2 separate regions of the Sus scrofa genome follow, and region 2 is linked to region 1. Evidence: chromatin contacts called from public HiChIP or PLAC-seq data. All regions are on one chromosome and are shown on one strand. The core of a region is the stretch at or near the end of the contact, and the rest is flanking DNA. Distances in the headings are between cores, read along the strand shown.

Region 1 (6,240 bases), core at 2,197-4,696:
ACGGAAGTGTTTGTTGATTGAATGCTCGACCTGACCCTCCTGGAAAGAGACCCTCTGATCAGGGGGGATTTCTCCCCATAATGGAGAAGAGGTAAGCCATGAACTGGCACCTTGGTCATGATAACATTCCCTCTCCAGGCTATTTTAGGTCTTCCCAGAGAATGGAGGCCACTGGGAGGATCAGGGAGGTTCATCTCAGCTCCTCCAAGGTCAAGGCTGGCAAGCACCGTTTCATCAGTCAATTTCAAACCTATGTCCTTGTGGTATCCAAACCTTCCCTCTTAATCATTAAATGCTACTGCCTCCCAATTTTATTGATTCCTAAGAAAGGAAGCCTCATAACCCTCAGATGCTCAAAAAACCAATCATCCACAGAGTGGGTTTCCAGGCCTCGAAGGAGATGCTTTGTCCCGGCAAGTTTCCCTTCCACATTTAAGGGTATGCCGTTGTTTCTCTTTGTAAAGAAGCTACATGGGCATGGGAGGAGGGAGCCGATAGCAGAACGGCCCTCAGCCCAACACTGTCCTGGGCACTGTCCCTGGTGGCCTGGGAGCTCAGTTGCTGGTCTCTTTGGGCAACTAAGAGGCAGAACTCGGCACAGAAAGTGCCAGTCAGGGGCAAAGATGACTTGACCCTGAGCAAACAGCTCCCCCAGCTTCGCCCTTTTGTTTGAAGTACAGGTGGATGACACTGAGCAGATGACAGTGGTCAGACAGTCCCGGGGACAGGGGTCTGTGGGCTCTGGCAGCATGACTGGGTTTAAGTCCTGCCTACACTCTTTGTGAGACAGGCAGGCTCTGATTTGTATGCTGGGCATGGGGAGGAGGCAGTGTGATTTCTGAGGTTTCTGAGGGTCTGGCTGTGAGAACTTACCTACCACCCACACACTCCCCATGCGTTCCCCCTCTTGGCTTGGTCCAGGTGGTTTCCTGCTCCTGGGAAGGCCCTGCCCATCACCCCTGTGGGATTCCTACCCACATGACACACAGACTGCAGACATCACCTCCCTGGGAGGCCCTCCCTCATCACCTCATGCAGGAGGGCTCTTCCTACCTTGGAACTGCCAAAGCTCTTTGCTGGTCCCTCTCTTTCACAGTGCCAGCCCTCCTTGCCTTCTGGGAGGTGGAGGGTGTAGGACAACCTTAAAACAGCCATACCACCCTTGCAGGATCCAACCTAGGCTGGCTCCCTGAATGGTTAACTCACTATGTGTGTTCTTGTCTATGGACTACATTTCCTCATCCTAAGACACACAGTGGCTTAATCCATATCATTTTTTTTGGAAGAGCTCACTCCTGTCAATTTCAATAGCTATCAGGCATGTTCTAAACATTAGAACAACTCTATTTCACTGCCATTAACCCCATTTTACAGATGAGGAAACTGAGGCACAGAAAGATGAAGCTATGTGCCCAAGATCACTCAGCCAGTAAGAGATAGAACCAGGATTAGACACAGATTGTTCATGACCTGTGCCCACATGGTTAACCCTGATGTTATACCATTTGGAAGAGGGTCATAATCCATGTGTATATTTTATGTGGTGCTTCATCTTTTCTCCAAAAGAGCTCTTCTTAAAAAATTTTTAAAAATCAAAACTATCTTAGAATTAAAGAATTATAGAGCAATTTTTAATACCACCACCATGATGGGTAGTTGTGGTAGCAACACCTGAGGCCCTGCCCCGTGTCTCAAGGTTTCCTGCTGCATGTCTTGAGGGCAGAAAGTATGTTTTCTTCAGCAGTGCATCCCTCAGTGTCCAGCATGGGCCCTGGTTAGAGGAGGTGCGTGCTGTCTGCTCTCGCTGCCTCACAACTGCAGCAGTGAGCAAGTGAATGGTGGGGGAGGCAGGGTCACAAGGAGCATTTATTGATTTTTTAATTTATTTATATTTTTTTGCTTTTTAGGGCTGCACCAGGGGCATATGGAGATTCCCAGTCTAGGGGCTGAACCAGAGCTGCAGCTGCTGGTCTACACCACAGCCAGAGCAACACAGGATCTGAGCCACACCTGCAAACTACACCACAGCTCATGGCAACAGCGGATCCTTAGCCCACTGAGCGAGGCCAGGGATCAAACCTACATCCTCATGGATACTAGTCGGGCTCATTTCCACTGAACCACAAAGGGAACTCCCGGGGGCAGTGAGCATTTAAAGTTGGAGCCTCATCCTCTGCCCTGATCGTCTGGGAGTTGGGGAGGCTGCTTCAAGGGACCAGTGGTGGGATGAGCGTCCCTGCACACACTCACCTGTGTCCACCCTGCCGTAGTCCACAAAGATCTGCAGCATGACCGAGCCCAGCAGGTAGCCGAAAGCCGGTCCGAATACAGAGATGGCAAATAAGATGGCTGGAAAGGGGAGAGAGAAAGGAGCCTGAGGGGGATGGGCAGGGTGGCCGCACCGGGCTCTTTCCTCCCTGAGGGATTCCTGAGAGATCACCTCCTCTGTCCCCTTGCCTTAAACCAAGGCCAGAGCCACTCAAGATCCTGAGACATGAAGAACCAAAGCTGTTTCTCCTCCAGCCAGATACCAGAGACATCTGCTTGCTGTGTGTGTGGGGGGGGAATGGCTTCCTGGGCATTTACAGGTTCTGCCCAGTCACATGCAGTGGTGAAGCTCCCTGCAGGTACGATGTGGCAGGCCTGGTGGGAGCTTGTGGGGCCACAGAACCTGTGGGCGTGGTCTGTTTGGTCTGGGGCTGGGCCCTGGGAATGCTCAGTGTAGCTTATTCCAAGGGAAGGATTTGAGTAGTCAGATGGTCATCGGCTATGTCTGCTCTGCATGCGCTTCTTTGAGGCCAACTTGTCTCTAAGTGGCCAGCTCAGAAGATCCATGGGCCCCACCTGTGCCAGGACTGGATGGCAGCAGGGCTCCTGCAGGTTGACGAGCTGCCCTGTGTCGGGCCCAGGGCCAAGGGGCCACATACATCCCTCAGGTGCTCCCCTGCTCCCAGTGCAGAGAGACTGTGAGCCCCATCCTGCTGGCGAGGGGTGGGGGCCTGGGCTCAGCCTCATGCCCAGGATCACACAGCTGTGGATCCTGGAGCCGGCACTCAAACCAGGTGTGTCAGATCCCCAAACCTCTGCACGCACTGGCTGGGCCACGTCAGGACCTGACCCCGCCCTGCAGCCCCTTCAAGCCCGACTCACAGATGTACAGGGGCGAGTTGTTGGGCTCTGAGAAGTCATCCACATAGGAGATTCCAAACGGCTGGATGGGCACCGTGCCAATGCCTGCCAGCAGCTGGGCCACCACCATGAGACCCCACACGCTGCTGGTCTCCTTCCGGGAGTCCTGGATGCTGCTGTGGCACTTGCTGGGGGGCAGGCCCTGCCAGTGTTTCTGACAGAGCTCAGCCTGGAGGCGGCTGCTGTTCCCTGCAATGAGAGAGTGGGTGCTGTTACCTCACCCCACCCCGGGAGCCTGGCTGCAGCAGCTGGCCTCCAGACCTGGCCTTCCTCCCAGTCCTTCTGGGAGTGGCTCTGGAATAAAGGGCAGTGGAGTGTGGGCTCCCTGCTCTGATGGGGGCAGCCCCTATGGGGTGGGACATCCATTCCTTCTCCTCTCTGGGTACAGGCAGGGGGCTGGGCAGGGAGGGATCAGTGTCTTCCTCTGTGGAGACCAGGCCACCCAGCTGGGAAAGGCAGAGCTGGGATCAACACCCAGGCTTGTGGGCCTTCAGCCCCCCTGTGTGCAGCCTCAGGCTCAGGCCCCCAAGGGGTGGTTCCCTTTAGCAGGACAAAGGTCATTCTGTCCCACAGAAGACAGTGTTACCCCCAGACTGGGATGCTCCCCTGAGGCTGTGGCACCCAGAGCCCTTGCTCCTGGATAAGCCTGGCTCTCGAAGATGTTGCATGTCCTTACCAAACCTGGGCAGCTCCTAAAGATCAAGAACTTGATCAAGAACTTGAAGGGACTTTGAGACCCTCTGGTTCAACTCCTCATGCTACAGGTAGAGGGCTGAGGTTGCCCTTGTGTGAGGGCCCCAGAGGCCCCAGGGTGGCCTGTGGGCACCAGTGCCTGTGGCTTTGGGGACCTGGCTAGGCTGGACTGCCACTCCGAAGCCACTGTTTTCAATTTGGCCAACACTGAACAATCAGCATTGTCAGCTCTCCAAGGCCTTGAGGGCCCTGGAGAACTCCTTTTCATGAGGTGCCTTCTTTTCCAGCCTTATGGAGGTGATGGAAACTGCTGACGTCACTGATCCCACTCCATGGGGTTCAGCTTCATTTTCATTTGTGGTCCTCCCAGAGAGGGCAGAGCTCTGAGCTGGGAGGACCTCGGAGTCCCATGGAGAGAGAAAATAAGGGCCGTGGATGAGGCTTGCCCATCATCACACTGGACTCTGCCCAGTGCTGTTGAGCTCAGGGCTGCTCTGGACAGTGGGGCCTGGGAGGGGTCTGCCTTCCTCATGGTCCCCTCTCCTCACCCAGAAACACGTGCTTCGTCCAGCCTGGCCCCTCATCTCCTATCCTCCACACTGATGTTTGCATAGGATACATGTGAAAACTGCTGGCCCAGGGGCTCCCCCATGCATCAGGAAGGCCTCTCCCAGGAAAGGCAAAGGGGCCAAGATGCCTGTCTGCTCAAGGTCATCCAGATCTGACACCAGCTCTGTGCTCAGGGAAGCTGTGGGCAGCCAGGCCAGCGGCCAGCCCTGGACTTTGGTTAGTGTCCCTCTGTACCCTCCTCCTCCTCCCACCCCACACGCACTATCCCACATTTCAATGCAGGGTTCGGTTAGAGAGTGGTCCAGCCAAACAGGGAAACAGGAGGCAGCCTCTTAGAATTAGATTGGGGCTGTAGCCTCAGTGACACAGAAAGTCAGCTGTAACATCTTGTAGACTCAAAAGACAAGGAGTAGTTTGGCGAAGAGTGTGATCCTTAATTTGTGCAGCCTCATCGAACAGGCAGAGAAAGTGTGGAAGACCATGGCTCTCTCACGGTGATGGGACTGTGCTGTGACTTTGTGTGTGTGTCTGTGTGTGCGTGTTTGCCTCAGTATACTTTCTAATTCTTGTGTAATGAGCACATGATGTTTCTGAAATAAAGCAGCCATAAAAGCTTTTAAATTAAAACTATTTTTTCATTAAAAAATGTAGCTCCAGGGAGTTCCCGTAGTGGCGCAGTGGTTAACGAATCCGACTAGGAACCATGAGGTTTCGGGTTTGGTCCCTGCCCTTGCTCAGTGGGTTAACGATCCGGTGTTGCCGTGAGCTGTGGTGTAGGTTGCAGACGTGGCTCGGATCCTGCGTTGCTGTGGCTGTGGCGTAGGCCGGTGGCTACAGCTCCGATTAGACCCCTAGCCTGGGAACCTCCATATGCCGCGGGAGCGGCCCAAGAAATAGCTAAAAAGACAAAAAAAAAAAAAAAAAAATGTAGCTCCAGTTGAACAATGTCTTTCCCATTTGTTATTTCTTTGTTCCATAGCTGTTGCCCTAGGCCTACAAAAGTATGCAGCACGCTGGGGCTGAGTTTCTCTGCCCATCCCACCTCCTCCACCGTCTCTCCCTGGTGGGGTGTTAACTCTTTCTCTGATGTACACACTCTACTGTAGAGACCCAAGTCCCAGGGCCAGAATTTTTAAACTTCCATTCACTGCACCGGCAGACGCTGCCAAGGCTATGACATACATTGCGTCCTACGCACAGAGGTGACTGGGCCAGAGCTGGTATTTGAACCCATGTATGCCTGACTCAAAGTCCTTAATGAAATCAGGTCTGAAATGGCAGCTTTGAAAAGACAACACACATTTTATAGGGATAGAAGAGCCAGGCCTGGGGAGATTCTGCTAGTTACATTCAAACTCATGAGCCCTCTAACCTCTGTAGGTGGCTGGGAAGTTTCGCCTACTTCCTCCCAGGCAGAGGTGTCCTGGAAAGGGGCTGGCTGCTGGTTGGGAGTGTTGCTGAAATCTCAGACAAGGAGATGAAACAAACACACAGTATCAAGAGTTAAGACATGGATTTTGGTGAAATAAGCCAGACACAGAAAGACAAATACTGTACGATCTCACTTATAGGTGGAATCTCAAATAGTCGAACACATAGAAGCAGAATAGAATGGTGGTTGCCAGGGGGCTTTGAGGGTGAAACAGGGAGGTGGTGATCAAGGGTATAAGTTTCAGTTATGTCAGATAAGTTTTGGAGATCTACTACTAGAAAGCATGGTGGGGGGCATAAAGATAAAAATACACATTGCATACTTAAAATTTACCAAGAGGGAAGTTCCTATTGTGG
Region 2 (6,330 bases), core at 3,309-5,808, 470 kb after region 1:
CTGATCTAACATGTTGTAATCTCAAGCAAATCTCACGTCTGATCTACTTTTACTCCTCCCAGTGTGCTTCGCAGAGCCAGTGCTTCTGCTGAATATGTCAGGAGAATGAGTGTTGCTGAATGCTGACACAAGTTTTAATGTACATTCCACATCTTTGTTCAAAGGCAGCAGGAATGGGGAGAGGGATGGATTGGGATTTTAGGACTGCAATGTGTACACTACTGTATATGGAATGGATGGTCAAAGGGACCTGCTGTATAGCACAGGCCTACTCTACTCGGGATTCAACTCAATACTCTGTGATAACCTACATGCGAAAAGAATCTGAAAAAAAATGGGTATTGGTATATGTGTAACTGAATCACTGTGCTGTACAGCAGAAATTAACACAATATTATAAATCAGCTCTACTTCAATAAAATTGCAAAAAACAAAAACAAAACCCCACAGGTGTTCTCCTTGTGGCTCAGTGGGTTAAGAACATGACACAGAGTCCATTAGGATGCGGGTCGGATGCCTGGCCTTGCTCAGTGAGTTAAGGATCCGGCATTGCCAAAAGCCGCGGTGTGGGTCACAGAGACAGCCCAGATCTGGTGTTGCTGTGGCTGTGGTGTAGGCCAGCAGCTGCAACTCCAATTTGACCCCTAGCTTGGGAATGTCCATATACCACAGTTGTGGCCGTAAAAAGAAAAAAAAAAAAGTATTTTTTAAATTGTGGCTTTATAATTAAAAAAACAAAAAACAAACAAACAAAAAAACTCACAAAGGCAGTGGGAGTCTTTTTAAAAAAGCAATGCTATTCTGATTTTCACAACATCTACACTATTACTTTCAAAAATTACCCATAACCTCAACACTATTCTTTTCCTGAAGGAGATAGAGTAAGGCGTGACAATTTCCTTCTTGGCCAGTCTAATCTTGTCCCAAGAGGTAACAACTGCCAATGACTTGCTGTCTTTCCTTCCAGACTTATAAAAACATGTTTATGTACCTTCTATACATATATGTCTACATGCATATTTATTATGTTTAAATTAGCACATGTTAGCTATGAGAATTGTGAATTCGTGAAGTAAATAAATTATGATGTCTAATTTAATGTATAAAGTTCTTTGTAAATACAAATACATTTACATTTACAGTTTTGAATTCATTGTGCTTATTTTATTCCCCAACTTTATCATGTAGGCTCAGAGATGTTGACAGACAGACTCCTGGTCACACAGCTGGTAAGTGGTAGCACTAGAACTTGAACCCAGATGTTTTGCCTTCTGATTCATTGCTGTTTCTACTATGTAAAATATTACCTGAATGATGATTTATGTAATAAAATTAATTATTCTTTGCTTGACTTTAGACGGTCAGTGTAGAATTTTTTGGAAATGCTTGTTTATATTTTCCAATAGTTATCAAGTGCTTACCATGTGCCAGAAACTGTTCTAAGCACTTTCCTTGCATTGCTTCATTTTATCCTCTTATAAGCCTATCATGTATGAAGTGTTGTCAACTCTATTTCCAACACAGAAACTCAGGTTCAGAAAGGTAGATAACTTGTTTGGGGATGAGCACCTGGTGTGCTACGCAGGCTCCCCTCCCACTCCCCATGCTGGGTATTTGAACACAAGTCTTTCTGCCTCCAAATCTGTACTTTTAGCCCCTCTCCTATACTTTGCAGCAGGCTATACACATTTTACATATATGTAACTTCACACAAGTAACTATTAGGTAAAATAAAACCAGGTGCAAACACGATGGGGATTCTAATTTAAAGGAATTTGTAAATTGAAAAAAGAAAAATCAATCTACTGTACAGAGTAAGATATTCAGATAAATGCTTGAATATGAGAAAGGGAGAAAAATGGCAAGAAAGAGAAATAGGGGAGTTCCTGTTGTGGCTCAGTGGCTAACAAATCCGACTAGGAACCATGAGGTTGTGGGTTCAATCCCTGGTCTCGCTCAATGGGTTAAGGATCTGGCGTTGCTGTGAGCTGTGGTGTAGGTCGAAGACGCATGTTGGATCTGGCATTGCTGTGGCTCACATAGGCTGGCGGCTACAGCTCCAATTCGACTCCTAGCCTGGGAACCTCCATATGCCACGGGAGTGGCCTAAGAAATGGCAAAAAGAAAAAAAAAAGAGAGAGAGAGAGACAGAGAAATAGGAACATACACAGAGACTGAAGAGACTGATTCTTCCATTGAGTTGAGAGAAAGAGTGAAAGATGTGGGAAACAGGAGATGGGAGGAGAAGGGACCAGAGCCACAGCCCTTCCATTCCTCTCACGAGTCCAGTCTGTCCGGGATTCTCCAGCCCCACTTGGGGCTCATTTTACATGTTCCCTGAAGCTACTTCTGCCTGTAGTCCTGGCCTAAGAACTGGGACTTGAGAGCAGGAGCTGAGAGAGGAGTGGAAGGAGTGTCTCCCAACATCCGCAGAACCCTGAGAATTGAGAGCCTGAGCTGGGAGGAGAGTGGCTGGGACAGAAAAGCCGGGAAGATGGCCCTGGAGAGTAGGGTCCCCTTTATCTGGGCTGAGCTGGGTAAGGCTGCAGGTGGGTCTTATTTGATGACAGATGTAAGGCCATCCCCACTGGCAAGGAGGCAAGGATGCTGCCACAGCACTCTTCCTCAAGAAGTCCTGCGCGTTTTGGGTACCACCGATCTGTGCGCTTGGTGGAGGGCACGGGGCAGGGGCGTGCCTGAGATTGAGCTGACAGATGGAGAGAACCACCCTTCCAGAGGGGCTGGCAGAGTGGAGGCAAGACCGTGGCAAGGGCAGAGGAAAACCCCTTTTGCCCTTGGGTGGTGGCAGCACGTAAAGGGGGAGCTGAGTCACTAGGGGAGGCCTGGAATCACTGGGATGGGTTTACACATCAACCTCCCTCACTTCCTTTCCAGTCATTTGGCTGTTTTCAAATTCTCCACCCCGTTGCCAGCTCTTTGCCGCCCCCATCAAATCCGGTTTGTACGGCGTCGTGTGTGTATGTGTCTTGGTGTGTGTGTCTGTGCACAGTTGGCTCTAGGTAAGTATAACATTAGCTAAAAACATAGAAACTGTGATATGATCTGACTATTTTGGCCAATAAAAACAGCTTTTTCACATGGCTCAGGACGGAAGGGGAAGCTAAATAAAAAGCTTGGTAGAACTCGTCATGGATGAATACATGGACCATAAATCCCAGCTCTGAAGCATGCTTCTCCTGACTTCAGTCAGAGGCTCTGTTCTGAGCCAGCTGCCTTGCTGTGCCCATGGTGACAGAGCACAAATCCATATGGTAGCTGGCTGAGCACCAGAGGGAATTTAGGCAAGTGTCTGCCTGGGATTGGGTGGTCACCTCTGTCGAGTTCTCTTAGCCATCTGCCAAACCTGTCTTGCTGCACTTGCAGTGTTTTTATACATATCCATCCCTCCAGGGTTGGTTGGGCTAGCTTCCAGGGGGTAAGAATGACAGAGGAGCTCAGGGAACACCTTCAGCTGCTGTGCTGTTTGATTTTGTGAGGAAATAGAATGCCCATCAGGACGCCACAGGAAGCCTGGAGGTCTGCCCCAGCTTTTCTCGGACCTGCTTGCTTTTCTGTTCTCCTCAAAGGCTGCTGTGCACCGTGTCTTGAATTCTCACTCCCACGGTGAGGGCACTTGCTGGGTCCAGTTAGTCACCATCTAGCACGGAACCCCCACAGATGACTGCCAAGGACCAGTAGATGATAGCCGGAGCCCAGTATATATGGAAAACATGATCTGCTTGTTTGAAAATGATTCAGAGTTTCAAGACAGCCTTCTGCATGGCCTGTGTGACTGCACAGGTTGTGTGTCCATGAAGCCAGTGTGGGTTGGCTCAGGTGCAGAGGCCAAGGCCATCATGTGGGGCCAGGAAGGCCACAGATGTGGAGTCCCCTTAAGAGACCACCCAGCTGCCTTTCCCTGACTGCCCCTAACCTCCCCTGCTACTTTCCAGAGGAGCCCATGGAGGGGGTGCACATAGCAAGGAATTGGGGAAGGAATTTAACTGTGGGTAAAGCAGGGCCAAATCAAGAAAGGAAGATTTGGAGAGTTTCTGTTGTTGTACAACGGGATCAGCAGCATCTCTGGATGCAGGTTCGATCCCTGGCCCCACACAGTGTGTTAAGTATATGACTCAAAGAGGCAAAAAAATAAATAAAATCTAGGAAAGAAGGAAAGAAAGGAAGAAAGAAAGGAAGAAAGAAAGAAAGAAAGAAAAAAAGAAAGAAAGGAAGGAAGGAAGGAAGGAAAGAAGGAAGGAAGGAAGAAAGAAAAGAGAAGAGAAAAGAGAAGAGGAGAAGATTTGGGAAAGTCTTTATCTTAGCCTAGAGTCTAATGGATCACTAACCTAAAGTCTCCAAATAACTTAATGCAAAGAGCTGGGAAATAGCATAGGAAAGAGTCCTCAGGCCTGACTGTAAATTGGGCTCACCAGCAGCCAAAATCCTTTCTGGCTACCTTTTTCTGCAACCAAAGTTTTGAACTGCCCTCACCTACCCTGTGCCCTCTTGGCTCCTCACAAAGCAGGAGTGAGGACCCCACTAGGTGAGCTGCCAGCCCAAGCATGGCTGGCCAGAATTCCAGAGATTTCACACAAACACATCCTCAGAGCTTTGGGAACCCATATAGGCAGAATCACTCCCAAGCAAAACACCACATTTATTCAGGACCTTCAGGTAGGGTTTACCTACAGTTCTGCCAGGGATGCGGATTTTCTTATAGGAATTGGGCACCCCCTGCTGGGCTCTAGGTAACATTGACATCCAGCTGTCAAAGCACCAAAATCTGAAAATATGCTTTAGGGGATTTGACCTTGAATAAGAACCGGAGACAGGGATGTGACTCATGGTAAAATCGTAAGTTATATGAGATACATGTGAGCTTGGCAATAGGTTGGATTTTTAAATGTTTCATGATTCCTAGGATCCTGATAAAAATTGTTTTTCAGTTCTTTATCTCGATCATAAAATAATGTAAACATTTGGAAGTTCTAAGTGATCCCATAGGATTTTTTTCCTAATTCAGAACAGAATGGTTGCAGAAGGGTTTTCAGGGGGAGATTACATGGTCCAGGGAGAGGACCAGGATTTTAAGATCAGACAGCCTAGGTTGGAATCCATTTACTACTTGAGTCACTTTAACTTGGAACAAGTTATTTAATTTTAAGCTGCTGTCTCCTGATCAATGAGGTCAGTAATACCTTAGAAAGTGGACTGGAGGGCTAGAGATCATGTGTCTAAAAAGCACAAAGAAGCACTCAGTTGACTGTGTTGTTACTGTATTATGAAGAAATGGATTTAAGTTGGGCTTTAAAGGATGGGCAACTCCTGGACCAGATTCTGTGTTTTTAGAGGACAGAAGTTACACCTGGAGTCCTGGGTCTGGGTTAGAGAATTTGCTTTTTGGTCACAGGACAGAGCTCACACTGGATGCCTGCGTGTGCCTCCTTTGAACCACACAACCACCATCTGGGGCACTGTTGTCATGACACACACCTCTCACCAGGCACACCTGGACAATGACCTCTGAGATAACCTAAGTCCCTTGACAACCATCCCCATTCTGCTGGTTCAGGCCATCATCATCCCTCACTTGAGCCAAGGCAAAGCTCTTCTGTCGTTCCACTTAGAAGGTTTTAACCTGTTCAAGCATAGAGTGTTTATATTAAAAAAAAAAAATCTGGTGGAGCCGCTCCCCCACTCCCTCCGGCCTCCCCACCCACTTTGCTTGGTGCCCACCCCACCTCCAGACTGCATGCAGTTTGCTCTTGGCCATCACCCCTCATCCCTCAATTCTTCCCCTGGCTACTAGGAACCATGAGGTTGCGGGTTCGATCCCTGCCCTTGCTCAGTGGGTTAACCATCCGGAGTTGCCGTGAGCTGTGGTATAGGTCGCAGACACAGCTCGGATCCTGCGTTGCTGTGGCTCTGGCATAGGCTGGCAGCTACAGCTCCGATTCGACCCCTAGCCTGGGAACCTCCATATGCCGCAGGAGCGGCCCAAGAAACGGCAAAAAAGACCAAAAAAAAAAAAAAAAAAAAAAAGAAATATCACATTTTATTGTCTTCAGAGCAAATTAAATCTTTTTGGCTGCACTCTGCTGTGCTGCAGCAGAATTAAATCTGTGGTCACTGGGGTGTTCTTTTCTCTTCCAGAGTATCACAGGCATTTAGGATGCTTACAGATAAGCTCATAAAAGGGTGAGGGGCTCTACTCTCCAGTCCATTCGTGTCCCTGCTGCCACCCTCACTACAAACTCTGATGGGCCCTTGCGGAAGGTGGTCCCAGTGCTTGGGGGGTCTCTGCCCAGGCTGAAAGACCCAGGATGACTC

What was found. HiChIP or PLAC-seq counts read pairs in DNA pulled down with a chosen protein or histone mark.
Region 2: an H3K27ac HiChIP or PLAC-seq map of skeletal muscle shows a contact between it and region 1, with 2.7 times the contacts expected there. The contact joins two enhancer-like sites. A contact is called at or near these places in 2 of 5 promoter capture datasets (fetal skeletal muscle and skeletal muscle) and 1 of 2 datasets of contacts at active chromatin or transcription factors (skeletal muscle).

The regions. Positions count from the first base shown.
Region 1 is chr13:75,124,780-75,131,019 of Sscrofa11.1, forward strand. SLCO2A1 (solute carrier organic anion transporter family, member 2A1) reads right to left here. Exons shown (of 14, transcript NM_001123195.2): 4 at 3,151-3,378; 5 at 2,251-2,349. Among named protein-coding and RNA genes, the nearest start is that of RAB6B, 53 kb to the left of the region's middle. Within about 2 kb of position 3,447, at least 4 of the 83 cell types and tissues checked have an H3K27ac peak or open chromatin away from gene starts, as enhancers often do. A contact at or near this core is called in skeletal muscle, where this site is marked.
Region 2 is chr13:75,591,368-75,597,697 of Sscrofa11.1, forward strand. No RefSeq gene overlaps it. Among named protein-coding and RNA genes, the nearest start is that of ANAPC13, 10 kb to the right of the region's middle. Within about 2 kb of position 4,559, at least 15 of the 83 cell types and tissues checked have an H3K27ac peak or open chromatin away from gene starts, as enhancers often do. A contact at or near this core is called in skeletal muscle, where this site is marked.